Linked DNA regions of Arachis hypogaea: region 1 is linked to region 2. Evidence: chromatin contacts called from public Hi-C data. All regions are on one chromosome and are shown on one strand. The core of a region is the stretch at or near the end of the contact, and the rest is flanking DNA. Distances in the headings are between cores, read along the strand shown.

Evidence for each region. Hi-C and Micro-C count contacts between places; a contact is called where the count stands out from the background.
Region 1: a contact with region 2 is called in a Hi-C map of leaf, with 2.5 times the contacts expected there. The contact joins the promoter of LOC112751728 here to the enhancer-like site in region 2. A contact is called at or near these places in 4 of 8 Hi-C or Micro-C datasets (leaf and an unstated tissue).

What each region holds. Positions count from the first base shown.
Region 1 is chr15:157,345,616-157,348,315 of arahy.Tifrunner.gnm2.J5K5, reverse strand. It overlaps LOC112751728 (BAG family molecular chaperone regulator 2), which reads left to right and starts at 1,287. Exons shown (of 5, transcript XM_025800954.3): 1 at 1,287-1,648; 2 at 1,800-2,299; 3 at 2,441-2,697. The coding sequence starts at 2,068.
Region 2 is chr15:157,279,967-157,282,666 of arahy.Tifrunner.gnm2.J5K5, reverse strand. No RefSeq gene overlaps it. Among protein-coding and RNA genes, the nearest start is that of LOC112749414, 13 kb to the right of the region's middle. Within about 2 kb of position 1,411, at least 3 of the 3 cell types and tissues checked have open chromatin away from gene starts, as enhancers often do.

The sequences.
Region 1 (2,700 bases), core at 38-2,537, 66 kb before region 2:
TAATTAGATATGATTAGCCTACTCTAAATTCCCTAACTGCCCCTGCAGTGGCACGTGCCCATTGTTATGATGAATCAAAAGCTCAAAAACTCTCAAACATACTTCAGTTTACTCTGTCGGATTTTTAACCATTTTCTGAAGCTTTGGAATTGGCGGCTTTCTCTCTTTGATTCTCTTACTCTTGGCGACGACCCAACATTTTTTCTTTCATTTATTTTTTTTCTCTTCAAAGCGTTCACGTTGATTATGAAATTATGAACTAAATTCTCAAAAATTAAATATTTTAATACCTTAATTAAATATTAAATATTCATATTTCTTTACGTAATTTTTTGTATTTTTTTTATGATCTTTTTTATTATTATCAAACTCTTATTTTCTAGTCATTACTTTGTGCAATAATTACTGCTTACTTTTTTTTATCTTTTTTTACTAGATGTAATTCTATTCAAATCTAGAAGGAATTTATGATAGACTATTTCGATTATTTTTTCGAATTTTATTTGGACGACAAAAATAATATATTATATATATAATATTTGAATAATACCTATAATTAAGTTAATCCAACTCCATGTCAATTGAAGTACATGCTAGTTAACTTTTAATTATTAGGATTAGGAGAAAATTATAAATAGTAAAGAGATCAGAGATGTAGAAAAAAGTTATTACTTTTAATTAAAAAAGTTAAAAACTTGGAAGAAAACTTATTACTTTTAATTTCAATTTGGTCAGTTGACATGTTTACTGTTTAGGTTTGGTCTTATAAATTTTTTACTTTTTAAAATTATGATAGTTATATTTAATAAATTAAAATAAAAATGACTTACAATAAGTTATAGAATCTGTAAAAAAGTACAAGTAAATAGATATATTTATTAATATATAAACTAATTTTAAAATATCTTTATAAGGTAAAAATTCAGGTGAAGTTGATATCTGAGAACAGTTAGATAAAAATTTAGTTAAATCAGTCAAATCATCTAACAACTCTCAATATCAACTTCACGTGAAGTCGACTGCACCTGAGTTTCCACATCTTTATAAATAATTCTAAAAATACTCATATTAAACACAAATAGATAACTTTTTTAATTTATCAAATACAAAATAATTTATATTTTTTAAAATTACAAACAGCTTTAAAAAAAATTTGACCGAACCAACCATTACTTTCATTAGATGTTCCATAACAATAACAAAAACAAAAAGAATAATTGATCCCGTTAAATTACACGATATTCCAAGTGCAATCATTAAAAAAAAAAAGTAAAATTATATGAATTAAATAATTCAATGTTAGTATATATAAGAAGGTCACAAGGTGCCAGCATACTTAGCTGGCCACTCGTTTTTTTATTCAACAACATTTTTCTTTCTTTTTTTTTTACAATTTTTTTCTTTCCTCTCTCTCTCTCTCCCTTCAATTTCTCCAGGAAGAATCAATTCCTCCTCATTGCAATTGTTTTCAACTTGCCATTGATTTAAGGAGGAGGGAAAAAAAATAAAGCTTGTTCTCTCTCTCTCTCTCTTTCTCTCTCTTATGTTCTTAGTTCATATTATGGTGGAAAATTCCCATGACTCTGAAGTTTGATGAACCACATTTTTGTGTGTAAAGATCTTTGCTTTGAGCTTCAGTGATTAATGGGTTGGTGCTGTTCTTCCTTATAAGCCATTCATAACTGAAAAAAGAATAAAAAATCTGCAACTTTATCTTTGTTCTCTCTCTATATATATATTGAAGCTGAAACCTTTTGTTGTTTTTTTGTGTCTTTATCTCTCTCTCTCTTTCGCTGTAGGCGTGTTTGTCGGAGTTGGACTTTGGTGGAATGCTGGGGTCAGAGTTGGGTTCTGAGACATGTTCTATCAGCTCTTTGCTGTGAATTGTGTCGCTGAGTTATATAATTTGTTTCACGGGTTCTGAACTGTGAACTGAAGAAGAATCTCACTTCTTCTTCTCTGAGATCTAAAAAGAACAACAGCAATAACCTTATCTTGCTTTGTTTCTTGCTTTGTTTGGATTCATTGATTAACCAGACACCAAAAAAAGAGAGAATAGTGAGAAAGATGATGAGGATGAGGAATGGTGAGAGTAACAGCAACAAGACAAATGGATTAATGGTGAGCAATGGTGGTGAGGCTGGTTCCAAGGAGTGGGAGATGAGGCCAGGTGGAATGCTTGTTCAGATGCGAACTGCTGACTCGGATCGGAACTCAGTTCCTCCACCGACAATTAGAGTTAGAGTCAAGTACAATTCAATTTACCATGAAGTCAACATTAATTCTCAAGCTACATTTGGTAACTCTCTTTATCATTCTCTATTTCCTTCAATAAGTATCTGTTATTTTGAATTTTGATAGTACAATTGTTACCAAATACATTGATCTACAAACTAGTTTTGAAAATTCATTGTGTGTTTTTTGTTGTTGGTGGTGGCAGGGGAATTGAAGAAAATGCTTTCAGGATCAACTGGTTTACATCACCAAGATCAGAAGCTGTTTTATAAGGACAAGGAGAGGGATTCAAAGGCTTTCCTTGACATGGTTGGGGTGAAGGACAAGTCAAAAATGGTGTTGAAGGAGGATCCTATTAGCCAAGAGAAGAGGTTCTTGGAGCTGAGGAAGAATGCTAAGATGGAGAAAGCTGCAAAATCTATCTCTGAAATCAGCTTGGATGTAGATAGGCTTGCAGGAAGGGTA
Region 2 (2,700 bases), core at 162-2,661:
AGATCTCTTGATCAATCTACTATATGTTATCACTATATAAAAAAAATAACTCATTGTGTATTCATTGGCTGAGCATCACACTTTAATCGTCTTAATAAAAATGATTTATCTTCAAATTTAAACTGATAAATAAAAATATATAAATAATTATATCTTATAAATTTTTTATTCATTAATAATTTTTTTATTTTGTTGAAACGTAAATTTTTGCATAAGTATTTTTGTTTTTTTTCATCTTATATATTAAAACTAAATTTATTTATAATATATATATATACATTATTAGACAACAAAGGTATTAGTACTATAGTTGAAAAAATATGTTATATAAGCATGTTAAAACTCGAATCGAACACAACTTTTGTTCAAACATTTGTATTTTTCTGCACGATAACGCAACTATTATTGCTTAGAGAGGAAATGTTTAATTTGTGCTATAGAGTGAAAGAAACAGAATGCTAAATGAAAAGAAGGAAGTGATTGGAATCATTACTGAAATGTTGAATGCAAAAGTTCTACTCATGCCTAATTGATATGCTGCTTATATATACAGGACTCAAGAATGGATACAAGAATTGATCACAAGGCATAACAGATTTAACAATGGCAGTATAGAGCACTAATCATTGAACATAAATCTAGTAAACAAGTATATATGCATGCCATAGGCGGATTCAACATGAAAATTTTTTTTCTTATTTTCTATCGCTAGAGCTTTTTAATAGTGATGTTGAAAAATAAAAGACTGGGCACGTCGAGAAAGGAAAAGTATAGGGTACCAATATATTATCTGCCAACTTATTGTCAACAATAATTTATCATATTTTAAATACATGTATAAGGAGACACATTCATAAAATATATAAAAAGACACTTCCATTAAACACAGTTATAAGAAAGACATTTTTATTAGACACATCTGTAAAGACACTTTCGTTAAACACCATCATAAACAAGAGTTGGCAGAAGTTGGCAGAAATATTGTTGGTAACGTAACGGAATTGGTCGAGAAATACACACAAATGAGTCCGTAATTCGTAGTTGGAAATGAATTCTTTTTATTTTCAATTTTTTTAAATATTATTTTATATTTTTTAATGTATATTTTATACTATAAATAAGTAATTATTAGTTGATAATTGATTTTTAATGTATATATATTATAATTATTTTTGTAAATTGATTTTATAAAATATAATTTATATCATATAAAATTTAAATGAAAAAAATATAAAAAAGAATTTATACGGTATAAGATTATATTTTATAAAATAAATAAAAAAAAAGTAAGAAAATTTATTTGCCTGTAATGCATGTATGATGTATGATGATTTGAGGAGGACAAGGGTATCCATGAACTGAAATTCGACACGTGTGAACATAGCCGTATATGCTTACTGGTAGTTGGGAAACACGGACCCTGCACCACGATGGCGACACGTGTGCTCAATCGTACGGTAGAAATTTTGTGTCCTCCCACTTTGGTGTTCCCTTTTCCGTGACACCTTTGATGAAGATGCGTCAGCTACACCTGCTTCTATGTTCTCTGTGTTTTATTCTTTTATTCTACTTCAGCTTCGTTCAATATATATATATATACACAAATATATCTCTATTTAAAATGTTGAGTTTGCATATGATATTGATTTTAGTTGCTGCATTTTCTTGCCGAATATTGCCTCATTTATGGTTATTTATAGGAACAACATGAAAAATTGAAAACCAAACCAAGTAGAAATTGACTTCGTATTTTAATTAAAATTGTAAAAGTAATACGATTTTTTTTTTTTTGGTGATGTATATGAATTGCTTCTTCTTCTTTTGTTTAGTCTAAGTTATTTTTTTGGTTTTTGGTCTTGGGGGACTAAGACTTGAATGACTGTTCTGACTCACTAACAAACTTTTTCTGTTGGCTTTCTTCAGTATACCTTAGGGCCATGGCCCATACTACTTTTTTGGTGAATAAGACCCATAGAATTTATCAGCCCAAAATAAACTAGCCCTTTTTCAATGGAGAGTATTTAGATGAGATGCTTATCAAAATCAACCTTTTCTCCAGCAATGGAGTTTAACTTTTTCGATAAGCGAAGCTGGTGATCTCATTAATACACTAAATTTATATTTCTCGTAAACACTACAAGTTCATCATCCTGTAAAAAGAAAGTGCTAACAATTATTACAATGAATCATCCTTTTAGGAAGAATCATGGAAGGTATTGAAGGCATGGGGAAAGATGTTGTCCACTTTGATGAGCCCCATTTCAATAGGAAGCTGCTGTTAATTAGAAACTGATCGGGAGAGTATTCACAAAAAAATTACTCAACATGACTACAGTACGAAAGACCATCTTTTAGATGCGGGGAGATCTTGCTTGATAATCATTAGTACATATTTCATGTCTTTCATTTTGAACTTTAGAAGCCAAGATAAAGTAAGAAGAGCTTATGAACCATGGAGAATAAAATGCCACATGCTTAGTCTTCAGTGGTGGAATTTAAATTTGTCTATTGTAATTGAGGTTATATATTAAATAGTATTTTATTTTATTAATTAGGTACTTCTTAGGTACACTTGAGGTACTCTGATGTATATAAATGATTAAATAGAGTATGTCTATTAGGATTAGAGTATCTAATATTCTTGTATATATATGAATAATAGTAATAAAAAAGATAAGAAAGCTTTTCATCCCTTTCTCT